Linked DNA regions of Mus musculus: all the other regions are linked to region 3. The links are chromatin contacts, called in public capture Hi-C, promoter capture Hi-C and targeted proximity ligation maps. All regions are on one chromosome and are shown on one strand. The core of a region is the stretch at or near the end of the contact, and the rest is flanking DNA. Distances in the headings are between cores, read along the strand shown.

Evidence for each region. Capture Hi-C pulls out chosen DNA fragments and counts their contacts.
Region 1: a targeted proximity ligation map of pancreatic cancer cells shows a contact between it and region 3. A contact is called at or near these places in 1 of 39 promoter capture datasets (liver), 1 of 484 Hi-C or Micro-C datasets (embryonic stem cells) and 3 of 130 datasets of targeted methods (extraembryonic endoderm stem cells, memory CD8 T cells and pancreatic cancer cells).
Region 2: a contact with region 3 is called in a capture Hi-C map of embryonic stem cells, with 2.7 times the contacts expected there. A contact is called at or near these places in 1 of 484 Hi-C or Micro-C datasets (embryonic stem cells), 2 of 130 datasets of targeted methods (astrocytes and pancreatic cancer cells) and 3 of 9 other capture datasets (adipose tissue, embryonic stem cells and pancreatic islet).
Region 4: a promoter capture Hi-C map of liver shows a contact between it and region 3, with 2.2 times the contacts expected there. A contact is called at or near these places in 2 of 39 promoter capture datasets (liver and pre-B cells), 1 of 484 Hi-C or Micro-C datasets (muscle stem cells), 8 of 130 datasets of targeted methods (bone marrow-derived macrophages, embryonic stem cells, large pre-B cells and 3 more) and 4 of 9 other capture datasets (adipose tissue, embryonic stem cells, liver and 1 more).
Region 5: a targeted proximity ligation map of pancreatic cancer cells shows a contact between it and region 3. A contact is called at or near these places in 1 of 484 Hi-C or Micro-C datasets (CD4 T cells), 4 of 130 datasets of targeted methods (the SCID.adh cell line, effector CD8 T cells, extraembryonic endoderm stem cells and 1 more) and 1 of 9 other capture datasets (adipose tissue).
Region 6: a contact with region 3 is called in a targeted proximity ligation map of thymic regulatory T cells, with 4 times the contacts expected there. A contact is called at or near these places in 5 of 39 promoter capture datasets (the C10 cell line, hippocampal neurons, liver and 1 more), 2 of 484 Hi-C or Micro-C datasets (CD4 T cells and regulatory T cells), 10 of 130 datasets of targeted methods (astrocytes, bone marrow-derived macrophages, effector CD8 T cells and 6 more) and 2 of 9 other capture datasets (adipose tissue and liver).

What each region holds. Positions count from the first base shown.
Region 1 is chr19:5,271,296-5,275,136 of GRCm38.p6, forward strand. It overlaps Pacs1 (phosphofurin acidic cluster sorting protein 1), which reads right to left and starts at 1,824. Exons shown (of 24, transcript NM_153129.3): 1 at 1,244-1,824. The coding sequence starts at 1,593. It overlaps Sf3b2 (splicing factor 3b, subunit 2), which reads right to left. Exons shown (of 21, transcript NM_030109.2): 19 at 3,769-3,841; 20 at 3,497-3,682; 21 at 2,626-3,232. The coding sequence ends at 3,161.
Region 2 is chr19:5,923,027-5,927,074 of GRCm38.p6, forward strand. It overlaps Cdc42ep2 (CDC42 effector protein (Rho GTPase binding) 2), which reads right to left and starts at 1,790. Exons shown (of 2, transcript NM_026772.2): 1 at 1,738-1,790.
Region 3 is chr19:5,635,805-5,640,113 of GRCm38.p6, forward strand. It overlaps Rela (v-rel reticuloendotheliosis viral oncogene homolog A (avian)), which reads left to right and starts at 1,737. Exons shown (of 11, transcript NM_009045.5): 1 at 1,737-2,037; 2 at 2,628-2,654; 3 at 2,747-2,898; 4 at 3,051-3,199; 5 at 4,055-4,146. The coding sequence starts at 2,031.
Region 4 is chr19:6,126,490-6,130,470 of GRCm38.p6, forward strand. Snx15 (sorting nexin 15) reads right to left here and starts at 1,771. Exons shown (of 8, transcript NM_026912.2): 1 at 1,560-1,771. The coding sequence starts at 1,658.
Region 5 is chr19:5,363,822-5,368,197 of GRCm38.p6, forward strand. It overlaps Banf1 (BAF nuclear assembly factor 1), which reads right to left and starts at 3,055. Exons shown (of 3, transcript NM_011793.3): 1 at 2,747-3,055; 2 at 1,997-2,135; 3 at 812-1,337. The coding sequence starts at 2,119. The coding sequence ends at 1,191. It overlaps Eif1ad (eukaryotic translation initiation factor 1A domain containing), which reads left to right and starts at 2,992. Exons shown (of 6, transcript NM_027236.2): 1 at 2,992-3,389; 2 at 4,237-4,376. The coding sequence starts at 4,369.
Region 6 is chr19:6,058,608-6,063,086 of GRCm38.p6, forward strand. It overlaps Znhit2 (zinc finger, HIT domain containing 2), which reads left to right and starts at 2,600. Exons shown (of 1, transcript NM_013859.2): 1 at 2,600-3,861. The coding sequence starts at 2,620. The coding sequence ends at 3,819. Fau (Finkel-Biskis-Reilly murine sarcoma virus (FBR-MuSV) ubiquitously expressed (fox derived)) reads left to right here. Exons shown (of 5, transcript NM_007990.4): 4 at 537-592; 5 at 742-917. The coding sequence ends at 867. It overlaps Tm7sf2 (transmembrane 7 superfamily member 2), which reads right to left. Exons shown (of 10, transcript NM_028454.2): 10 at 4,214-4,466. The coding sequence ends at 4,306.

The DNA.
Region 1 (3,841 bases), core at 574-3,073, 360 kb before region 3:
AAAAAATATATTTACAGACTTATATGTAGTACACTGTAATGGGGGGGGGGGCATAATTCAGAAGTGTGTAGGGGAAGCCAGAATGTAATTCAGCAAGGAACCTGGAGAGTTTGACAGGTGGGGTAATGTTCTATATTTTTCAATAAATGACATAAGAAAGATGTGCTTGTGTCATCATTTTTCATGCCCTATATATTGGTACAATGTTGTGGTGTGATGTTGTTCAAAATAAAGGGAGAGAAAGAAACACCAGCAGAGTTGAGTTGAGGGTGGAACCCCACAGGGCACCCAATCTCTGGCTTACAGGCACATCCACCTGCTCTGCTGGACTCACAGGGTAAGAAAGAACAGAACCTGAGAATCAACTCGGTTTAGAAGCACAAAATGAACACCTCCAGGCATTTCTTTGTGCTTACTGGGCAAAACCAACCCTGCAGGCTGTCTTAGCATAGGGTCAATCCAACACACTGTCCCCAAAGAAGTATATACAACAACTGCTTTGCCATAGAGAAACAAGCATAATTTTTTGATGCAAGTTTTCAGATAGTTCCAATGGACAGAAAAATGGGTTGAATTTAGGAACAAGGCAGTCATTTTACAGAGCTCATAGGAACCTGGAGACTCTGTGACCAGTATCTAGTGGAGGAGGAAATGAAAACTTGCATTTAAGAACACATTCAACTGATGTCCAAACTAAGAGCACAGAGTACCCAGAGAATGTGTGTAGCATGAAGAACATATGAATGTATGTACTGAACCCCCAAGTGTTAACCAGCTTTACCTGCAACAGGTGACAAATGAATTTGGCACATGCTAAGTACGTTGGGAAAGAACTATATCAAAGCCATCTTTACCACATCTGTGTAACATTAACATATGTACAGCCCACGGGCGCCAGTGAGGCAGGAAGAAGAGTGACTTACTGACCGTAAGGAAGGCCAGATTCGGTCAGACCCAGCCAAGGAAGGCCACTGGGCTGGGTCCCCGAGGCCACCATTGCTCCAGGAGGACAGGAGGGTGGTTCGAGCCAAGGCGGAAGGTGGGACTGCTGGAGAGGGCAGGCCCACACAACAGTCTTGGAAGGCCCAGGAGAAGACAGCCCCCACCCCCCAAAGCCAAGATGAGCTAGGAGTGGAGGACGTACCCTCCACTCGCCCCGGAGAGATGGGGAGGCGGGGCCTGTCACAGAGCCAGCCTGGCGGTCCCCTAGGCCAACACCTTTTCCCAGCCGCCCGTTGCTCACCTGGGCACGCAGCTGGATGAGCTCCGGTCCACCTCCCAGGTAGCATACAAATTCATCTGCACTGGGGCGGGGGTGCGGCCTGGTCCTGGACCGCCCGGAGGCGCAGAGCCCGAGGCCACCGCGACGGCCATGGAGGTGGAGGTGGAGGAGGACGAGGAGGAGGCGGCCGCAGCCGAGGTGGACGAGGAGGACGAGGTGGCCTGGGCCAGCTTGGGGGGCGTCGGCTGTTGAGGCTGCGGCGGCTGCTGCTGCGGCTGCTGCTGCGGGGACTGGGCGACCCCAGAGCCCCGCTGACTGCTGCCGCCCCCGGAGCCTCCGGGACCACCGCCCGCCCCTCCGCGTTCCGCCATGGCCTGGCCAGGGGAGGAAGGGGCGCGGGGCTTACGCAGACTGAGGGCACGCGAGCGACTCTCAGGCTTCCCCCCGCGGCGGCAGCGGCTCAGCGCGTCTCCTCAGAACGCCCGGCGGAGCGCGAGCCACCAGCGAATCTGCACGCACGCGCGGGCTTTCGCTGCGCGCGGTCCTCGCGCTCGCCCGCCGCCGCCTGTTGCGGCCCGCGAGGCCCAGACACTGGGTGGGCGTGTCCGAAAGGGGCGGGGAGCCGCGGCCCCACCCAGACCGGCGCCGAGGGGCGGGGCCAGACTCGCGCTCGGCCCCGCGGCCCCCGGGAAGGGGCTACAGCCCGCGCGCTCTCGCGGCGCGGCCCTGGAGTCCCTAGCAGGCCTCGGCGTGCAGGCTCCGCGCCCCTCCTCCCTCCGCCCTCCTCGGGCGGCTGCTACCCCGCCAGCGGAAACCCGGGTTTTCCGGGGCGCGGTCCCGGACCGGAGAAGACTGTACGAGAGCGCGCTCAGCCCCTGGGATCTGCAGTACACGTAGTTCTGGTCACGCGTTGCATGGAAATCGGATAGCCCGCTGTGGCGACCCCTTCTGTGGTTATTTCGCCCACTTCTGCAAAAGAAGCAGTAGGTAGAGATCCAGGGGCCGGCCACCACCTAAGGAGCTTAAGTTCCAGCTTGACTGTGGGCAGGAGCCAGTTGAGCTAAGGTTGTCTAGGTCCAACAGCCTTTCTTGGTACAGCGCCCCCGACACAGCCTTCTTTACAAAAGTCCCAGAGTGCCTCGGTGCTTTCTCAATTTCTAGAATTCTATTTCTCTCAAGGCCTGATCAGCTGCCATCCCCACACACCCCCACCCTACCTAGAGCTCTTGCACTCTCCTACACCCACACCTTCTCCCCAGTACTTGAGCAAATGTTATGGAATCCTGTGCTCCAACCTAGTCTAGTTTTTCAAAAAACTTCTCAGAACTCAGTGACGAAGACAAAACAAGCCCTTCAAACCCACCCACCCACCAACACACACACACACTAGTAAATCCAAGTAGTTAGCCAGTACTCTGGAACAATTGAGATTTTATTTAGAGACAGATGTTCTCCAATAGGTAAGAAATCGGCCTTTCTGCCACAAGGTCAATGAGGAAGGCCTGACCTGGCCTACTTCCCTAGCCTACAGTTACTTCCCAGCCTAGCCACGGTGCTAAGCTGGCTATTTTTATTCCCCACGGACAAAGCAGTAAGGTCAGACCAGACCCAAAGGTACCTTCAGCAGAGCCTTCACACACAGGAGGGGTAGGGATAGTGAACTACCCACAAGTTCAGTTCAGAACTACAGTCCCATAGTCCTATGGGCCATCTGTGATTACAGGCAAGAAGTAGATGCTTTTGCAGAAGCTAAAAGAGAGAGAGGTTCAAGAGCGCCTGTATTCATCCTTCCTTGGGAAACAGCTTTATTTACAAAACAAGTCTAAAATAAGAACAGGAAGTGACGAGCCTAGGGAGTCCAGATCTAGCTTTAGGGAGCCACAGAGAAAGCCCAGACATACAAAGAGCCTAAAGGCAGGCCAGCTATGCGAGCAGGACCTAAAATTTGAACTCCTTGTATTTCTTGCTGCCCCCACGGCTGTCCTGGGGCTGAGCTTTCCGTTTCTTTTGCTGTAGGAGAGAGAGAGAGAGAAGTTACAATAGGTTAGACAACCCCAGACAGGAGGCAGCCTGACCCAGACATAAAATTAAGGTAAAAAGCACTGAAACCACACTCTCCTCTCCCCCTGAGAGCTAAATGACTTCCTTCCTCTTCCTGAACTTAAGAGACTGCCACCAATGGAGCATCTCGGAGACCTTCAGGCACCGAGTCCACCCGCCTCTCCCTCCACCAGAAAGGACAGCCCTCCTCCTAGGCCCACAGGTTGCTCCCACCTTCTGCTTAGCAGCATGCTCAGCCACCATGTCGCTGAAGTCTTCCTTCTCTACTTGTGCCTGCTGCTCCCGAACGTGCTCCTCGTACTTCTGCGTCATGGCCATGGGGTCCAACTCCAATTCCTCAGGCGCCAGCGCTACTTCCACACCTTGCAATTCAGGGGCTGGGCCCTTCCGGCTCATAACCTGAAAAATTCAGAACCTTATTATCTCCAGACTCTCAGAAACGCGGGCTCCATCTCAGTTACAAAACAATGTTCTCCAATGCTTACCGTGGACATGTCATAAATGTGGGTGGATCCCATCATGGCTCCCCCAACAGTGGCTGTTCTCTTCTCTGGCAAT
Region 2 (4,048 bases), core at 540-3,039, 290 kb after region 3:
ACACTTCAAAATTAATGGACTCCCCGCTGCACACCACTTTTTTTTTAAATACAGGGTCTCACTGTGTAGACCAGGCTGGCCTCAAATTCACAGAGATCTGCCTTCTTCCCCTTCCCAAGTGCTGGGATTAAAAGCGTACGGGCTGGCCAGGCAGGTGATAAGTGCTTTTGGGAGGCAGAGGCAGGCAGATCTCTGGGAGATTGAGTCCATCTTGGTTTGCATAGTGAGTTCAGGACAGTGAGACCCTGTCAAACATTCAAATCTCAACCCCTCCCTCCCCCCCCCCAAAAAAAACAAGAAAGTGTGCCACCAGGCCCAGCTCTAGGTCTGCCCCTTTTCTAAAGGCTCACTGAGAAGGTTTATGGTGGTCCTGGAACTCACTCCGTAGACCAGGCCAACTGAACTTAGAGATCTGTTTACTTCTAAAAACTAAAAAAACAAAAAACAAAAAAACTGCCTCTAAAAATAAAAAAAGAAAAAACTAGAAAGTTTTATTTATTGTTACTGTTGAGTGTATTTTAATGTGAGTGTGTGTGTGTGTGAGTGCGTTCGCGAGTGTGTACGTAGTGTGCGGAATGTGTGTGGAAGTCAGAATACTTTGTGGAGTCCATCTCTGAGTGTTTCGGGAAAGGAGCTCACCTCCAAGCTTGCTCAGCAAAAGACTTCCGCTGAGCCGTCTTGCCAGCAGCCCAAGGGGAAGGGTTTGAAATCTAGTTCCACCTGGGCCTCTGTGACCTTGAGCAATGAACCTTTTCTCTCTGGGACTGAACTCACCTTCCCTGTCTTTAAAATAAGCTGACCCACTGCTATACTTGAAACAAGAGGCCTCTGCACAATAGACGGATCCACAGTAACCGTCAAAGGACATTCAGCACATATCTTCAGGGCTTTTCTCAAGCACTTCGGCTCTTCCAGGTAGAGGTTGCATCAAGAACAAAAACCAAACCCTTCTAGGTCCCCTCCTGCCAGCCCTGGCAGGGCTGGCTCAGAATCTGGTGCTTCTGCAGCGATCTCTCTGTAGTACAATGTCGCTAGGTGGCGCGCGCGTCCCTGCTATAACCCGGGGTTCTAGGGTCCCACCGAGCATACCCGCTCCAGGGAGACGCCCACCGAGGAACTGCGTGCTCCAGTGCCCGAGGTGGATCGCCCATAGGCCCTTTTTCTCTGGGTTGCACAATCGGACCACCGTGAGGGTAGAATTGCAATTATCGGGGACCTTGTCTGGGACTCCGATATCTGGGAGGGGCCTTGCCTTGCCTGAGCTTCTTGGCCTGGGCGAAGTCTCAATGTCTGCTTGGCTCACAGCCAGACTTCGGACGTGCAGGCCCCCGCCCTCCCCGGAGTCCGGCTGCTCAGCCCTGGCTTGTGTTCCTGTGCCGACCCCTCCAGATCCCCAGTCAAGCGCTACCCAGCGCGGCCCAGATCCATTTCAGTAACACTAAAGCTAAAGATAGGAGGACACCTCACCATCCGCTAAAAATACGGCCTCCAGCCCAGGCAGGGACACGGGCCGAAGAGAGGATGTTCCCTAGTCCCAGGTCTCTGGCCAGCATAGAAGTACAACCCGGAGCTGCAAGACTGACAGCACAGCGCCTTGAGCGCTGCGGGAGGTCATGGGTAGGGGGCGGGGATCCAGACCCCAGATAATGGACCTGATCTGAGCCAAAACAGAACACCGCCTGGCTAGCACTCTCCAGGGAGCTGCGGGAGGCCTGTAAAACCCCAGTCCCAACTCACCTTGAGGAGCGCGGGCAAAGCTGCAGAGCTGTGCGGCTAGGATAGAGGACCAGGGAGGGCCTGGGAACTTACAGTGCAGACCTTGGGCCTAAGCCACGCCCCCAGAGCCAGAAGCCAATCCCGGACCGCTCCTCTCGAACCCCCACCCACACATCCCCGCCCACCGCGGCACCGCCCAGGTTCTTCTTTCTGTAAAGGCTAAGAGCTGGATTCCAAGATTCTAGAGGCTTAGCCTCCGGGCGGCTGAGGGCTATCACCGAAGGGTAACAAGGGTGGATACACACGAGGACGCCAGCTGTTCGTGTTGGAATAAAAACTTTAGGCTAGAAGCACTGGGCCAACAAAGGCCGGAAGAAAGAATTCTTGAGAAATCTCTGACCATCCTTGGATGGGTTTCCTTGACGGAAGGACGAGGACCCGGGAGGCGCCCGCACTGACTCTTCAAGAATGAATTGGGCTTTGCAGGCGTTTTACAAACCTAGGGGAGTTTTGAAGAGTTTACCCTAGGCTAGGAGAGTGATGAAGGATGCGAGAAAGATTCAGGGTCGGAAAGCACAGAGAAAAACAGAGACAGACACAGCCTGAACTTGCACGAGTTTGCTGACCTGCTAAGTGGTTTCTGAGGTGGATGGTTTAGAACAGGATCAGAAACAGTTATTGAAGGACAGGTCCTAAAGCTGATGAGACAAACCGAGGGAAACTTCTCATTGCGCCGTTTTGTGAGTAAATTCTCTGAGTGTCTGTTCGTGGTTAGGGAAGCTGAGGAGTCAGGATTCAAGAAATTCGAGGTTCCAGGCACAGGCTGATCCCCTTCCGGGTGGATGAGTGCTAAGAGGAGTGAGGCAAAGAAGAGGACAGTGATAGGAGGAGGAAATCGGGATGCTTGCCTTCCAGATAGCAGATGTGGAAAGCGGTGTGTGGATAGGAGGGAGGGATGCTGGGGCTGGGGAGTATGTCAGGCAAGCCAAAAGGGAGGGGAGAATGGGAAGGACTGGGTCATGCTTCCCTAAAGATGACCATATTCTGGGCCAGGAGGACAGCTCGGAGGAGCTCGGTGAGATTCCCTGTATGTCAGTCCTTCTGTTTAATCCCAAGTCACACACATACACACACTCACACACACATACATACACACACACACACACACACACACACACACATTCACATAATCTTACACTCACACGCATGCACCACTAGATCAAGAGCTCCACGTTTTAACGTCTGGGACCATTTTGTTATGTGGGAAAAGGGAATTACCAGAAATTATAATTGATTGAACTCCTGGGTTCAAGCAGCTCGCCTTCCTTGCCCTCCCAAAGAGCTGGGTCTGTAGATGTGAGCCGCATGCCTGCTCAGCCGACTTTAACAGAGAGATTATCCCAGGTTAGGCATGTACTCTAGTTCGTGGAGCGCTTACAGAGCCCCGAGAAGCCCTGGGCACTGGATTGAACAGCATGTGATGGGGCATCAGCACTCAGAAGGTGGAGGCAGGGGGATCAGGAGCTCAAAATGTTTCTCCTCAGCTGTGTAGCAAATTCAAGCCCTAAAATAAAAGAAGACCGTTATGAGCGAAGACTCTGTGTAAGGGTGCTCGTGACCAAGCCTCAAAACCTCAGTTTGATTTCTAGGGCCTACATGGTGGAAGAAGGGGGAACGAACTTTTAAATGTTCTTTTCTGATCTCCACATGCTCCACCACACACACAACCCCCCCCCCAAAAAAAAAAGAAAGAAAGAAAGAAAGAAAGAAAGAAGGCTAAGAGTCTTTTTTTTGGGGGGGGCAGGTCTCTCTACATAGCCTTGGCTAATCTGGAACTCACTATGTAGCCCTGCCTGGCCTTGAACTCACAGGGATTAATCTGATTCTGTCTTCAGTGTAATTTTTTTTTTTTAAAGAAAGAAAAGGAAGGGCTGGAGAGATAGCTCAGTGGTTAAGAGCACTGCCTGCTCTTCCAGAGGTTCTGAGTTCAAATCCCAGCAACCACATGGTGTCTCACAACCATCTGTAATGAGATCTGACGCCCTCTTCTGGTGTGTCTGAAGACAACTACAGTGTAATTATTTATAATAATAAATTTTTAAAAAAAAGAAAGAAAAGGAAGAAAGATTGTCCTGGCTGGGCAGTGGTGGTGCACGCCTTTAATCCCAGCACTTGGGAGGCAGAGGCAGGCAAATTTCTGAGTTTGAGGTTAGCCTGGTCTACAGAGTGAGTTCCAGGACAGCCAGGGCTACACAGAGAAACCCTGTCTCGGGAAAAAAAAAAAAATGTCCTGAATAGGCCAGACTTAATTACAAGGGCCCTTAAAAATAAA
Region 3 (4,309 bases), core at 487-2,986:
GGAGATAAATACCAGTCTTCAGTATGCTAGGCAAGTGCTGTAACTCTGATACACTCCTACCCATCTCCCCCTCTGAGACAAAATCACACCGGCTAGCCCCTGCTGGTCCAGAGCTCTCTTTGTAAACAAAGCTCCATTTTTTTCATTTGTGTTGAGAAAGTGTCTATACAGTCCTGGTTGTCTAGCAACTCACTATGTATAGACTGTACTGGCCTCGAACTAGGAGACCTGCTGAGTCTGCCTCCAGAGTGCTGGGGCTAAAGGCCTGCACTACCAAACACAACTCACATTTATCTTTTATTTTATTTTATTATTTTTATTTTTGTATATATGTGCACATGTGAATGCAGTTGCTCTCAAGAGCCCAGAACAGTGTGAGGTCTCCGGAAGCTGCAGTTACAGTTGCTGATAACTGGACTCTGGTCTTCTGCAAGGGCATTATCGACTCTTAACTGATGGGCCATCTCTCCAGCCTGCAACCATCCTTTTTTAAAGAGCATCTTCTGTAGTTCTGGATGGGTTCAAACTATGTAGAGGAGGATGACGTTGAACGTCTGACCCCATGAGCGCTGGGATTACTGGAGCATCCTGGAGTCAGAGATCAAATCCCAGCTTCCTGCAACGTTATGCAAAAACTACTGAGTTCTCATTTCTAGCCTTTACTTTTTAGTAAGGACGCTGGTATTCATATTAACTTAAATTGTAACTATATGTGTTTTTACAAGTGGTTCATGTGAGGACCAATGATGGCTGTGTGCCATTAATTGGAGATTATATTCATTCTGTCGCCTTGACATCCGCCCTCGCAAAATATTAAACTGCTTTTTCTAATCTGCGCCAAGTGAGAAACTGAAATGAGTGGGAGGGGCGTAACTATTTTCACTTTTGTCTTCCTGTTTTTTTCAGAGCCTGGGAAAGCAATTCAGAATTTCCAATCTTTTCCAATTCCCACATGATTTCCTAATTTAGAGAAAATAAGTCTTTCTCTGAGTGCTGAAACCTCCTGTGGCCCGGGAGGCGCCTCCTCCTTCTGGCATAGTGGAGGCAGCCTGATGTGTTGCGTCCTCCGGCCAGAGTCCCCACACTCAATCTGCACACCTGCCCTTGGCTTAGATGGCAATTTTTGCTCCCTACAAACGCTTTCCTCATTGGAGCCTGGACTCCTGGGAGGCCTTGAAGGAGATGTTCACGGTGTGACCCTAGCTGGTTCCGGAGATCCCTAAAGATCTAAACCTTAGCAGACAGCACCTATGTGTGCAGACGAAGCCCTGGGGCTCTTCCAGCACTCATGGCTCTCAGGGACTCTTAGAGGTACAGGTGTCTGCCTAGTCCTCGGTCTGCCCCTCTACCCTAAGGCCTGTCGGATGCAGCACGCTCGCTCCGCGAAGCACTCCTGCGCGCAGCCGGATCTAGGTTGGGGAGCATGTGGCCCGTAGCACGCGGGTCCCCAGAAGGCCCCTGCACGCTTAGGAAAACGTGTGGAATTCAGTCACTGGCCTCCGCGGGAGCAGCAGGCCTGGGCCTCTCCCTGCGCAGGGCGAATGGCCGCAGCCTGCCACCAGCCCTGGCTCGGCTCCAGTCCCGGCCAGGGTGACATCACCAAACTCCTGAGATCAGAGCGGGGCGGGGAACGGGACCCGAAATCCCCTAAAAACAGAGTGAGTAATCGCGGGCCCGCCCTCCAGGCGGGGCCGGGAACGGGACCGGGACCCCGAGCGAGCCGCGCTGCGGAGCTTGTAGTCGGGCCGGCCTCGGGACAAACAGCCTCGGCGTCCTCCCGCCGCGCTGCGGTGTCCCCGCCCGCGCGCCCGCCGCACACCTTCCGCGCCCAGCGTGAGTCGCGCACCTGCTCTCGGCCCCCCACGCGCGGCGGTGGCGGTGGCGGCGGCTCAGCGCGCAGGCGCGGCCGGATTCCGGGCAGTGACGCGACGACGGGCGCGCGCCGCGCATTTCCGCCTCTGGCGAATGGCTTTACTTTAGCGCGCCGTGGGCTCAGCTGCGACCCCGGCCCCGCCCCCGGGACCCTGACCATGGACGGTGAGGCTGCCCTCTGGCTCGGGGGATGGCTGCCCTAGAGCTCCGGGGCCTGCGGCGGAATCTCCCCCCTCCCCGCGCCGTCTTCCGCCCCTTTCTGCGCCGCGGGTTGCTGCGCAGGGAGCGGCAGGCCGGATGGTGGCACGGGGCGGGGCGGGCTGCGAGGGGGTCTGACTCAGTTACCCCTCTCAGTGGAGGGCGCCTTGACTCAGTGTCCCTCCTGGGTGGGGGTACGGGTGAATCTTGACTCCGTTTCCTCCGGCTCCCCCCACCCCCGTGTCGATGCGATTAGTTCTGGCTTCCTTTCCGTGTAAGGAAGAAAGTATCTGACTCAGTTTCCCCAGAAGAGGAGAGGAGGGTATTACCCCCTCCTCAGTGTCACTTATGAACGTAAAACAGGCACTGACTCAGTTTCCCCTGGCAAAGGAATGCCTCTGTGTCCCCTTTCTCTAGTTCCCCGGCCTCTGTCAGGGCAGGTTTCAGGGTCTTGGCTCAGTTTTCTTGGAAGGGAGGGAGCTTGGCTCTGTCAGGCCTTCGCAGGTGAGGGTGGGCACTGGAGTTTATTGACAATGTGCCTTGTCTTTCCCTTTCAGATCTGTTTCCCCTCATCTTTCCCTCAGGTAAGTTGGACCATCCATCCTCAGTAGTCAGGGGCTGTCCTGGAGTCGGGGCCGTGGGGATAGCACCTGATGGCTGACTGTGTCACCCACAGAGCCAGCCCAGGCTTCTGGGCCTTATGTGGAGATCATCGAACAGCCGAAGCAACGGGGCATGCGATTCCGCTATAAATGCGAGGGGCGCTCAGCGGGCAGTATTCCTGGCGAGAGAAGCACAGATACCACCAAGACACACCCCACCATCAAGGTAAGCAAGAGCCCCCAGGGGTGTCGCTGGGACACAGATGTGGTGGAACGCACTGTGCAGCCCCAGCAGACTTGCCTCCTGGTCACCGTGCCCTGTGTCTAAGAGCCAGATTAGGGATTGCTGGCCACTAGAGTACTCTGTACTTTGGACAGATCAATGGCTACACAGGACCAGGAACAGTTCGAATCTCCCTGGTCACCAAGGATCCACCTCACCGGCCTCATCCACATGAACTTGTGGGGAAGGACTGCCGGGATGGCTACTATGAGGCTGACCTCTGCCCAGACCGCAGTATCCATAGGTGAGTTCCCTATGGGCTGGGGGTGGTGTGAGGGCAGGGTAGGAGCAGGCCGGCCAGGCAGCTCTTACAGTGTTGCTCTTTTCTAAACACAGGCAGAATCCAGAGTTCTTAACTCTGTCTCCAGTTTGCAAACAGACCTCCTTTGTCTTGAATTCTCTAACAGTTGGGAACTCCTTATCTTCTTAGAGCCACAAACCCTATGGCTGGACAGGCCAGCCTCTTAGCCTCTTGGATCAGAAAGATATCCAAATGGACCCTCCTAGAGCTTAAATACCAGTTGGTAAAACCAGGCGATAATTGTACAGACAGATAGACGAGATACTGGTAGAGAATTATAACTTCCATGATGGAAAGAAAACACAGTTATAAATTAGGAGGAGGAGTCTGGTCTCAGGAAGCTCAAGCTGGCCTTGAACTCGTTAGGGTTCCCCTGCCTCCTCTTCTCAACTCCAGGGGAATAGGCATGTAGCACCGTGTCCTGCTGCACAGGTCTCACGACTTTGGGTTGGAGGGTTACAGAAGGCCTCTGTGCTAACTCTTAAATGGTGAGAAAAAGCAGACAGACCCAAAAGAACATTCCGTGCACGAGAAAGAAGTACAAAAAAAAGCAAGCAAGCAAGCAAGCAGTACGATGCCCTTGGAAGGGGAGTACGTTCCATTTCGTGTGCTTAGGTCTGGGAAAGGAAGCCCCTGTGGCTGAGGTGGGGCACTGGCTTGGAGGCCTGCGAGGGCCAGCTCCCTCAGAGACTTGCCAGTGGGTAAGGAGTGGGAAGCCTAGACATACCTGAGAGCTGTGGAGTTGGGAGGCAAGAAGGGGCTCTGCTGGAGACACAAAACTAATACCTGAGGCCTCAGCTTCCAGAACCTGGGGATCCAGTGTGTGAAGAAGCGAGACCTGGAGCAAGCCATTAGCCAGCGAATCCAGACCAACAATAACCCCTTTCACGGTAGGAGCAAGGGGCAAAGACATTGATCTTCGTGTGGTGCAAGTATCTCTGTCACCTTCCCTGGGCCTCTGCCGCTCATCTCCCTCCATGGCCAACCCAGCAGCAGGAGTGGAACCTTGCTGCCAGCTTGGCACACACTCACACTCTGCCGTTGAGAGTCAGG
Region 4 (3,981 bases), core at 521-3,020, 490 kb after region 3:
CTCTTCTGGCCTCCTTTGGTATTGCATGGAGAGTGCACAGATGTTTTTGTTTTTTAAAAAAACAACTACGTTTTAAATCTTTAAGTAAATAAGCCAGGAGGGGTAGTACACATTTTTAATCCCTAGGGATGCTGCACTGGGGAGGCAGAGGCAAATGGATCTCTGTTTGAGCCTGGTCTACAACACAAGTCCCAGGACAACCAGGGCTACAGGGAAAAAACATGCCTCGAAATAAATAAAGAAAAAAATTAAGTAAATAAATCTATAAAATAAAAAAAGGATCATCTTGTAGGGTGCTGTGGCAAGAGAGAGACATGGAGAGAGAGAGAGAGAGAATGAGAGAGAGAGAGAATGAGAATGAGAGAGAGAGAGAGAGTTCTCTAAAATGTGGGAGGCCATGAGTTCAACCCTAGCACTGGAAAAAAAAAACAACTCTATGCATGTGTAAGGCATGTGACTAGATCTAAAAGGCTAACAGGAAGACATAAGGGTTCTGAATGCCTTGTCATCCTTTCTACCCTCCGGCATCTTCCTAGAGACAATTATTATATTTGTATTTTTTGGCATGAAAAAGTAAACCCCCGGAACACTCTTGACGTATCTAAGACTCTGACTTAGATTGCTTTGGGAGCGACTTGTATGTGTTTGCTTCCTTTTAACAGTCGACAAGCCACTAATCAAACAGTTGCCAAGTTGAAAAAAATTTAAGTACAAGAAAATATATAGTCAGTCTTTCCGCAGCAACCCGGTTTCTCCCATTGGAGACCTCCATAGTTACCTTGGGTAAAATTCTAAAAGCATTCTTTCATGCTGATGTTTCTACGAGCTCATTCTAAGTTTTATTGTTACAAACACCAATTTCAGCTTATTGACTTCCTTATCTGTTAAGACCAGTCTTTTTTTTTTTTTGCGTGAGTTTTTAAAACCACACAAATTATATATATATAATATATAAATAGTATAATAAAATTATATGTGTATATGTGTATATACACACACACATACATTTAAACTTTTAAAGAGCTTTTTTTATAGTTGGTCCTGGTGGTGCACGCCTTTAATCATAGCACTTGGGAGGCAGATGCAGGAGGGTCTCGGTGACTTCCGGGCCAGTCTAGTTTACATCGTGAGTTCGCAAAAGCCAGGGCTGTCTCAAAAAAAGAAAAGATAGATAAATAAAAAGGTGGTGGTGGGGCTTTTACGGATCAAGCAGGGAAAATTACCAAAAGTTACTCTAAGCGATTAGAGAAGGAATATTTAGGTTAATCCGGAGTTTTCTTGCTTTGAGAAATTCGTAGACCGCATCTAGACATCACCAACAACAGAGAGGGGGTACCGGGCCAAGCGCAGAGCCAAGCTCCACAGACTTTAAAAAATGACCCTTAGCCCCGCCCCAGGAGGTGAGGCGCCTTAAATCTTCTGTCTCAGGCGCCTCTTAAAGGGGAAATCTATTTGTGTAGGCCAAACCGCGACCTCCTTGAAGCTCTTTGCCTTTAAGGTACAGCACGGATCCGGAGCTGCTTAAAAGGGTAATGCTCCCCCGCTGGGTCCCACCTCACCTGAGCGGTTACTTTGTACTCTGTGTAACCCTTGGGGTGGGTCCTAGGGTCCGAGACTGTGTAGTGTCGCAGGAAGTCATCCTTCGCTTGGCGCGACATGACAGCGGAGCCGGTCGCCGGCTCCTCCTCCTGCACGTCGCCCCCGCTCCCCGCGTGTTGAGCCTACTGCCACTGCCAGGATCCGGCCTGCGCCCTTCTTCAGGCCCAGGGACCTAGTCGCAAGTGACACAACCGTTCTTGGCTTGGGGGCGTGGCTAAGGGAGTGTCTGACAAGTTCTAGGTCATTGGTAAAGCGGAGTTCTAGGTAGAGACTAAGGATTGGTTGTTTGGGAGAGGATTTACCAGCTGGCATCCTGGCATGTGATTGAACCCACTTCCCCCTAACGTAAACCCTCCTTACAGACCTCCGAAACGTTTCTTTATTTATCTTCTTTACACTCATCCAGCCTCTTATTTATGAATTATTTTAAGCTAAGATCTCTGCTGTGTTGACCAACTTCTGGGCTTAAAATATTCTCCTACCTAAGCCTCCTGAGTATCTGGAACTTCAGGTGCTTGGCATAGGGTCTAACCCATGCAACTTTTATTGTGTTCAAAATGTGCCTAGCAGAGCCAAGTTCCCTGCCTCCCTGTGCGGATTGGGGGGTGGGGGGAACGACACACACTGACATTTTCTGATGCTGAAAAAACTGGATAGTGACAGAGGCTCTGAAATCACAACACTTACACGTATTTGAATTCCCCTTAACTGCTTCAAATTTGGGGAGGTTGGACGTTGAGATGATCTCATGTAGCCCAGTTTGGCCTCAGACTCTCTATGTAGTTGAGGCTGGCCTTGGATTTCTGACCCTCCAATTTCCATCTCCCAAATGCTGAAATCCTTGGTAAGCATTACATTTCCCTCTTGTAACTGCATGCATCTAGTTTTTCATCTATGGAAAGTGGTACCTGACACAGTATCTTCTGTAACAGATCAGATCAAGAGGCATGCTGGCACAACACAGGGATAGCGAAAACCCAACACCAATTGATCAAGGCCAAATTGGTGTGGAAGATTATCACTAAACATAGATTGCAGCACATCCCACCACTACCAGAAATCCCATCTTCAAATAGGAAAGAGTGGATAAAAGAACCATTAAGGGTTGGAGAGATGGCTCAGCGGTTGTGAGCACTGACTGCTCTTCCAAAGGTTCTGAGTTCAAGTCCCAGCAACCACATGGTGGCTCACAGCCATTCATAATGAGGTATGACGCCCTCTTCTGGGGTGTCTGAAGACAGCTACAGTGTGCTGTAAATATAATACATGTAAATATGTAAATATAATAAATAAATAAATCATTAAAAAAAAGAACCATTAAAAAATCTGAGGTGAGATGGCTCAGCAGTTAAGAGCACTGACTGCTCTTCCAAAGGTCCTGAGTTCAAATCCCAGCACCCACATGGTGGCTCACAACCATCTGTAATGAGATCTGACTCCCTTTTCTGGGGTGTCTGAAGACAGCAACAGTGTACTTACATATAATAAATAAATAGATCTTTTTTTTTTTTTAATCTGAGATGTTGGCTGCGGTGGTACATCACACTTTTAGTCCCAGCACTAAGGAGGCAGAGGCAGGTGAATCTCTGTTTTGAGGGCGAAAACAAACAAACAAACAAACAAGAAAATAAACCATTTGTTATAGTTTGTATATGCTCAGCCCAGGGAGTGGTACTATTGGAAGGTTTGGCCCTGTTGGAGTAGGTGTGTGGGTGTGGGCTTTGAGACTCTCCTCATTCTAGCTGCCTTAGAAGTCAGTCTTCCACCAGCTGCCTTCAGATGAAGATGTAGATCTCTCAGCTTCTCCTGTACCATGTCTGCCTGGATACTGCCATGCTACTTCCTTGATAATACTGGGCTGAACCTCTGAACCTGTAAGCCTGATCAAATTAAATGATGTCCTTTATAAGGGTTGCCTTGGTCATGGTGTCTTCTAGGAAGTGTTTTCTGAGAGCATAAAGAAGCTGGGTTCCAGAGATAGCCAAGGCACTTGGTAATGTATAAGAGTCACCCAGGTGGTACTGATTTTGAAGACATGAAGAGGTCAATGAAGAGCAGCTGAGGCTTGGCACTGTGAGAGGCCATGGAAGGCCATTGGTGAAGGTGCAGCCTCAGTTGTATTTGGTGGCCCAGGACTGAAGGAGTCATGCAAAGGAGTTGAGGCTTGGCACCATGAAGACAGCCTGTGAGGGGCTATTGGTTGAGGCCTGATTGCAGCAGAAGACCCCAGCGTGTTGGAGATGCCAGTTCCATGGGATGATCACCAAGAATGGCAGTGGCAGTGGAGTGGATCAACCTGAGCTTAGAGTGCTACAGAGGGCAGAGCTGGAGAAGTGACGCCAGCCCTTTGGAGGAGCCCGGAAGATCATGTGTGGATCCCAG
Region 5 (4,376 bases), core at 1,805-4,304, 270 kb before region 3:
CTGGAGAGTAAACATGCAGAAAAGCATTTCATTTGTATAATCAAGCCATTGTTCAATGATACTTTCTGTTGAAGGAATGACTATCAAGCAGGAACCATTGTTACACAGCACTGTACCTGCTCCCCACAACCCTCACCGTATGAAGCTCAAAAAGCATAGCATGGGTTACATGACACAGGAACACAGGCTCCCACACACTTTGAGCTCCAGTGGCTAGTTTCTTGAAAGTTCAAGGGCAAATTAGCTTTCTAAGCTCCAAATCTCTTACCATTCCAAAATAAAAAATGTAATAAGTGCTTACAAAGATACTAGTTTCAGGGTTGGCTCACAATATGAGCTTGAAAACAATAGAAGTAGGATTTGGCTTTCAAGTTTAACCATTTCCTTCCTTTTCTATGGTAGCTTGGCAAACAGCAAAAGTCCCACCCATTCATTCTTGCCAGACGCTAAGAGCACATGCTATGATGACTGGCAGGTGACCTCTTACCCACATCCCATCCACCCGCTTCCTGGTACCTTTGACTCCCACTGACTTTCCACCAGGTGCTGCCTAGACTGACTGCTGACATCTGGAAGCCTTCAGCCTACCTGGCTCCCAGGAGAAAAAAGCCAACCCACACTCTCTCCCACAATGTTTAGGAATTGGGACACCCAGGGCACCTGCCCAGAGCCCACATGGCTAGGGTGGCTCCCTCTTGGGAGGGGAAATAGAAGGCACCAGTTTCGGTCTGCACTGATAACGAATGAAGTAGACGTGTTCAGCCCTGGGAATACACAACTCCCCAGCCTATCTGCTCTCTGACACAGAACACCAAGTATGAAGGCCACTGATTTTATTAATTTAAAAATCTTTTATAAGGACAGTGACTGTTTTTGCCAAAAAAAGGAAAGGAGCCAAAGGGCATCCAACAGATAGTGAGGGAGAAGGGGGCCAGGAATCCATTCAGGAAAGTTGGTAACTGCTGCCACGGAACTGCAGGGGGAGGTGGAAGGGAAAGGCATGCAAGGGAAACGATCCCAGAAAGATTGAAACGCTGAGGGGAGAGAACTCCCCATAGACCCTGGAGTACATAGGAGGTGAGGGTGACAACAGCCATCTTTTCCTTTATGGAGGACAGGGAGGAGCCCTGCCCTGCTGCAGACTCTGGAAACTGTGCTGTGGCTGGGGTATGAGGGATCCCCAGAGAACACTACAAGAAGGCATCACACCATTCTCGAAGGCACCCAAAGCAGTCCCGGGACTGCTTGGCATTGGCACCACATGTATCCTTCAGCCATTCTCGGAAGAGGTCTTCATCTTTCTTTAGCACCAGAAACTGGCCAAGGACCACATAAGCCTGCAGAATAGAAAAGGGCATGTGGCTAAGTGTCTCATGGGCTAAAGCAACAGGACTGTCCACGCTGATACCACTCCGAAGAGGCCAGATCTCTGAAGCTAGGGAGGGTTAGGTGGTAAATACTTCAGAGGGCAAGGCCATTTTTATTTTGATTAAGACAGGGTTTGTTGCCAGGCAGTGGTGGCGCACGACTTTAATCCCAGCACTTGGGAGGCAGAGACAGGCGGATTTCTGAGTTCGAGGCCAGCCTGGTCTACAGAGTGAGTTCCAGGACAGCCAGGGCTACACAGAGAAACCCTGTCTCGAAAAAAAAAAAAAAAGAAAGACAGGGTTTGTTCCTTTGTTGTCAGGGCTGGCATTAAATCCCACGGGAATCCTCTTAGCTCAACTTCCCAAGTGTTAGGGTCATAAGCACAATCCACTATGCCTAGTTTCATTTTCGTGATATTTAAAACACACAAAAGGGCAGGGGACAGTGAGCCACACCTTTAATCCTAGCACTGAGAAGCCCTGTCTCAACAAAACACAAAAATGAAGGAGGCACCATGCCTCCCCAGGTACCCCCCAAACATGTGTGGGCCTCACTCCCAATCTGCGTGGTACCACCTGTTGCCAACCTTCGCTCCTACCCCTCCCTGGCATTTGCAGCCCCCCCACACCTTGTCAAAGCCCCTTTCCTCCAGCCTCTTGCTCAGGACGTCACCAATCCCGGCCAGGCTCCCCACTGGCTTTTCCCCCATGGGCTCTGCCACGAAGTCTCGGTGCTTTTGGGAGGTTGTCATCGTGATCAGGCTTAACCTGGGAATCCCCCCCGCCAAAAAAAAAAAAAAAAAAAAAAGAAAAGTAGGTTAGGGCTGAAGACCACAAGTCCCAAGGGCAATATCCTACCACAGCTACTGTGGCTGCTCCCTTGAGTCCCCCCAACCCATCCCCGGCTATTCGGAAATTTCCACTTTCCGTGGGTCCTGGTTTTGGGTATATTGGATATATCAGCTTGCACTAGCTGGTGGCGCACCTAAGGCAACAGAGCGACTCCCAGACTCAGTAGTCAAGGTCCGCCCTGAAGCCCTCACAGCCCGCGACCCTGGCTACACAGACACTGACCCCGTTGGGAACTAACACGTGGTAGGAACAGCACGCGGCTCTCGCCAGCCTCGCCGCCCTCACTCGGGCTGCCGGCCTCTTCCACGCCTCTCAGGTCCCGCAGGCCCCGCCCTGAGGCCCCGCCCCGCTCCGAGCGCCCCGCCCCCTCCACGCGCCGCCACCCGGACACACCGCGCATCGCCCCTCCCGCAGACTCGGGCTGCCCCGCTGCAAAGGCGCGCCTCCGCGATGGATTCCCCTCCCTCCCGCCTCTGCGCGCCGCCACCGCACGCCAGCCGGAGCACCACTCCGCTTCTCACGCTCACCGGAGGCTCCGGCTCTGGTAACGGCTCCTCGCGCCACTCGGCCGCTCCCGCCCAGACCTCAAGCTACGAGACGGTTCCTCGACTTCCGCTTCCGGGTCGTTTTATGCGCGACCTTCAAAACTAATCCCCAAACTGGGCAGGTCTAGCTACCCGGAGCCATAGAGTTGACGCGCAATCGCCAGCCGCGGCGCCCACGGGGGTCGCTGTTTTCCGGTTCCTCTCAAGAAGCCATCCGGCTTTCGATGGCTTTTGTTTCTCCAGCGGCCCTTCCGGTCTGTGGGATCGAGACCTCCGAGGAGAATGCGTTTTCCTGCCCCGCACTCGGAACTTAGGCTTGCCTCACTTGATGGAGGGAAGAGTTAAAGGGACGGACGAAGAGGGGGCGGGAAATCCGGAGGACCTCTGAGCGCCCCGGAATCGCAATTCCCGGCGCGGTTTCCTCAGGTCTGTCACCTCAGACCGGCAGACGGGAGGGAGGAACAACGGAGGATTGGGGCCGAGCGTCCAGACCGGCGTTACCGTCGGGGCCACCTGCAGGTCACAGTTGTTTGCTCTTTGGTCCCTCGCTGTCGAGGCGCGTCGTGGACGAGCTACTGTCGCCGTCAACCTGGAAAGCGGAGCGTGCTGGTGTGGCGCCGAGCGGGTGAGTTCCGTGGGCAGCTCTCGTGCTGGGCGCCGCGTCGGTCGCTCCGTGCCTGGGATGTGTCGGGAGGCCGTCGTTGTGTGGCTCTCCTGCCTTGGGTGTTGAAGCCTGTGGCGGAACGCAGCTCACCTTAGATTTCGCTCAGAGAGCTTGGCGGGATGACCGATCGGCCTGGGAGGGGGAGGCGTCGCCGTCCTAACAGGACTGAGACGTAGGACTCAGGGCTTGCCCTGTGCTGGGTAGTTTCCGTGATCTCGCCGATTTACTTAGTTTTTCTTTGTTATTGAGAGGGCCGGCCCCGTGCTCCGTGGGTTGGGATTAGTGTTGAGATCGAAGGCTTGAGCCACCCTGACGTCTCAGCTGACACTATAAAACCTGTGTTTCCTGGTTTGGTTTGTTTTTTTTTTAAAGATGTCCCCCATGGGTGGTGTTGTGAGTGCCCTCGGAAGCCAGAAGAGGGCGGTGGATGCCCTTGAATTGGAGTTAAAGGTGGTTGTGAACCATCTGATGTGGGTGCTGGCTCATAGGACATCTCCCTGGCCCTTGAAGGTCCTGCTTGTTTGTTTTTGGTTTACGGTCTCCCTATGTAGACTAGGTTGGCCCAGGACTCAACAAATTTCTGCCTACCTCTCCCTCCCAAGTGCTAAGAATAAAGATATACACCAGCACCTGGCTAAGTCTGTGATTTGTCTTTCAATGATTTCATTCATGTTTTATGTGTATTAGTGTTTTTACCTGCATGTGTGTCTCAAAAGAGGGCGTTGAATCCCCTGTGGCTGGAAACCATACCTGGTTCTCTGCCAGAGCAGCAAGTCCTGCTGTCCCCTAAAGTGCATGTTTTTAACAGGGCGAGGTGGCACTTTTTCGTATAAGGCTGCTTCTCTTGAAAGCAGTCCTGGCTTCTAAGGCTGGCATCCAAATAATTCTGGAAGAAGAACTGACAGTCTGTGCACCCTAACAACCCTGGACAGAAACCAGCATGTCTCA
Region 6 (4,479 bases), core at 1,350-3,849, 420 kb after region 3:
TAGGTAAACCATGTGATAGGTCCTTTCTCTGATAGTATACTTGTGCCTTCTAGGGACTTTAGATCGTAGTGATAGTTAAGTCTGGTTTTCAGTATCCCCACTAAAACCTGGTGGTAGGGAGGCAGTGACGCAATCGGATCACTGTGAATTCCAGGCCAACCAGGGCTACACAGAGGAGCTCTGTCTAGGAAAAAAGCAAAAGGAAAGTAATAATAATTAAAGTCTTGTTATTAGGTTCTCAGTGTGCTCCTCCTGTCTTTGCTCTGTGTGTAGAATGTTAGCTAAGAGTATGGATTGGTTTTTAGAGTCCTTGCCTTAGTATCTGTCAGCTCTCAGCACTGCACAAACTGGTTGTGACTTGAAGTGGAAGACAAGACGTGGACAGCTATGTTGTGACCCTGTCTCTAAGCCTGTGCAACTTTCATTCTTTGTTGGGCCCAACTTGTCATTAAAAAGCTCAAGAGTTGAGGGAGGAAGAGTTGCTCTGGGCGTGACCTTGCTACTTAACCTGATCCCTTTCCCCACCCCTAACACAGGTAAAGTTCACGGTTCCCTGGCTCGGGCTGGAAAAGTGAGAGGTCAGACTCCCAAGGTGAGTGATTGGTGTTTGGACTTTGTTTCTTTCTATCACAGCCAAGTGAAGGCCTTTGGATTTCCCGTCTGTGTTCTCTTATGGAGAGAAGCTGGTGGGCAGGCATGGGAGAGGTCACCCAGGGTCTGATCAGTCCTTCCTTTCCTCAGGTGGCCAAACAGGAAAAGAAGAAGAAGAAGACAGGCCGGGCCAAGAGGCGAATGCAGTACAACCGGCGCTTTGTCAATGTTGTGCCCACCTTTGGGAAGAAGAAGGGCCCCAATGCCAATTCCTAAGTCCTATTGCCACCCTGCCATGCTAATAAAGCCACTGTGTCCAGACTTCTTATGTTTTCTTCATTTGTAAGGCTGTGACTAGAGGCTAGCAAAGTGCCTTGGTCTCAAGTAGGAAAAAAAGGGGGGGGGCAGTGGTGGGGCACGCCTTTAATCCCAGCACTTGGGAGGCTGAGGCAGGTGGATTTATGAGTTGGAGGCCAGCCTGGTCTACAAAGTGAGTTCCAGGACAGCCAGGGCTACACAGAGAAGCCCTGTCTTGAAAAACAAAACAAAAAAACAAGGAATCCTTAGAAGATCACAGAGGATGTGTTTACTGAAAGGATAGCTGAGCCGAAATACAGAAATGTGACAAGTGGTATTGGAAAGGTACAGATTCTATGGGCTCTGCCAGACAGCTTTTGGGTTTGTGTTGGTTCACTTTCCATTATGACGGCACTAGTGTTTTTGTTACAGGCATGCCCTATAGATGATCCACTAAGGCAGATCACCCATCTACCCCTCTATAGACCTCATAATGCTTAACAATACAAACTAAATTTCAACACAACTTGAGGGAAAACATTGTTTTTTTTTTTTTGTTTGTTTTTTAAGATTTATTTATTTATTATATGTAAGTACACTGTAGCTGTCCTCAGACACTCCAGAAGGAGTCAGATCTCATTACAGATGGTTGTGAGCCACCATGTGGTTTCTGGGATTTGAACTCGGGACCTTTGGAAGAGCAATCGGGTGCTCTTACCCACTGAGCCATCTCACCAGCCCACATTGTTGGTTTTTAAAAGAGATTTATTTATTATATGTAAGTACACTGTAGCTGACTTCAGACACCTCAGAAGAGGGCATCAGATCTCATTATGGATGGTTGTGAGCCACCATGTGGTTACTGGGATTTGAACTCAGGACCTCTGGAAGTAGTCAGTGCTCTTAACTGCTAAGCCATCTTTCCAGCCCCTCGTTATCGTTTTGTTGTTTTTTGTTTGTTTGTTTGTTTGATTCAGGGTCTCACATAGGCCCAGGCTGGCCTCAATTTGATATGCTTACGTGTTACGTATTTTGAGCTCCAGATTTGTTAAACATGTCGGGTTTATTCATTTATTTTTGTCTGTTATTATTATCAATAATATTTTTTCGAGACAGGGTTTCTCTGTGTAGCCCTGGCTGTCCTGGAACTCACTCTGTAGACCAGGCTGGCCTCGTAACTCAAAAATCCGCCTGCCTCAGCCTCCCAAGTGCTGGGATTAAAGGCGTGCGCCACCACTGTCCGGCCTGTTGTTATTATTTTGTTGGCCTTTTCTTTTTTCAAGATAGAGCATGACTATGTAGCTGTATCCTGGAAAGCACTGACTACAGGAACTCACAGAAATCAGACTACCTTTGCCAACGCTGGGATTAAAAGCGTATGCCACTACGCCCTGCTAAGACCCTGGTGTGTTGTTTGGTGGTGGTGGTGGTTAGTTTTGTTATTTAAAAGGTAGTTTATTTTTGTACAATTTGGTACAACCATAAAGAACAAACTGGGATTAGCGACATGATTTTCCCAAATTCGGCGAGCAAACCTGTTCCTTTGGAAGAGTTTGGACGACTTCTGCGCTTGCTCAAAGAAGTACTGGAGACACGAAAGTTACCGAGAAGTTTCGGAAATGTGCGGAAAGGAGGCCACGCCCGCCAACCACCCCCACACATAAAGGCGGAAATAACCAAAGAAGCGCCGGAAGTGGCGGAGCTGATACGGGACAGGCGGCACCAGTTTCCATGGAGCCCGCTGGGCTCTGCGGCTTCTGCCCGGCCGGGGAAGCGCTGCCTGCGCGCTACACCTGCCCGCGCTGCAATGCTCCCTACTGCTCGCTGCGCTGCTACCGGGCGCACGGCGCCTGCGCCGAAGACTTTTACCGCGACCAAGTGCTGCGAGAGCTCCGTGGCCGAAGCGCTTCGCCCAGCCGTCTGGCGGGCGCGTTACGCCGGCTGCGCGAACAACGCGAGGCCGAGGATGAGCCCGAGGAAGCAGGCCTCGGGCCCGGGGCGCGGCCGGGCGGCCTTTCTGGACTTTGGGAACGTTTAACGCCGGCTGAGAAGGCGGCGTTCGAGCGGCTGCTGAGCCGTGGCGAAGCCGGACGCCTTCTGCCTCCGTGGCGGCCCTGGTGGTGGGGCCGCGGCACCGGCCCACGTTTGCTGGAGGAGCTGGATCATGCCGCGAACAGAGATCTTGCGGAGCCGGAGCCCGCCCCTGCGAGGACCGCGCTGCAATCTGGGGATGATGCCGCTGCCGCAGAGCCATTTGCTGAAGACTCCTGTGCCGCCAGACCGCTAGCATTGCCTGCTCGCATCCCAGCACTGGCCAGTCTGAGCCGCAGCCCGGCATCGCCGCTGGTGCGCTTCCAGCTGCCCAACGTGCTGTTCGCCTACGCTCATACTCTCGCCCTGTATCATGGAGGGGACGACGACGCGCTACTCTCTGACTTCTGTGCCACCCTGCTCGATGTTTCTGGGGCCCTGGGAGCCCAGCAAGTCTTTGGCTCTACAGAGGAAGCCCTGCAGGCCGCAGCCCACGTACTGGAAGCGGGCGAGCACCCACCTGGGCCCCTGGGTACGCGGGGTGCTATGCAAGAAGTTGCCCGAATCCTGCTGGGCGAGGGTCCAGTCAATCAGAAAGGCTACACTCTGACAGCACTGGGGCACCTAGCTCAGACCCTGGGACGAGCCCGGAAGCAGGCTGTGATTGGTGGAGAGCGAGATCGACTTTACCGGGCTCGGAAGAAGTGCCAGTTCCTGCTGGCTTGGACCAACGAAAACGAGGCTGCCCTCACACCCCTGGCGCTAGACTGTGCCAGAGCCCACCGAGCCCATGCTGTGACAGCTGAGGAGATGGCAACGCTTACTGGAGAGTTAGAACGGCTTTGGGGAGGCCCAGTGCCACCCACTCCAAGGACTCTCATTGAGGAACTCCCTGGCTGAACTGGGTATCCATGTCATTAATAAAGATGTGTCTGGTCTGCCCGAATGTCAGCAGTGCCTTTTCCGTAAAGATAGTGCCCTGTCCTAGGCTTCTCTTGAAGTTACTGTGTAGTTGAGGATGACCCTGGAACTTTGATCTGTCACCCACCTGGACAGTGAGAGGTTACAGGGGTTAACCACCTTGCTAATGTACACAGTGCTGAATAGCCGAGGCGTCCTGTGTGCTACACAAGCACTCTATAACTGAACTACATCACATCCCCCAGGCCTGAGGTGCCCAGTTGTCTCTCCTCGTCAGACTTTTGGACCCACAAACCACTTCTAAGCTTTCCTTAGTCAACTAGTCACCCCCAAGCCTCAAGTCACTGGCCCCAGGATAGAAGAAAAACACAGGAAAGGTTGAAAACATTTATTCAACAGGGAAAAATACTTTCCTTCTGGAAGCAGTGGCTTCCTCTTGCTTTCAACCTCTTAGGTGGACCTGCTTCAGTAGACATAGGGTATGATTCGGTAAGGCACACGCTTGCAGTACTCCTGCCAGGCACGGCCATACTTTTGGAGGCACTGCTGCTCATCTCTGGCCTCGCGGTGCACCAGCAGTGCAGTGAAGTAGAGGACGTAGAAGTAGGGCAGCAGATGGGATAGCCCTGGAGGGAAGGG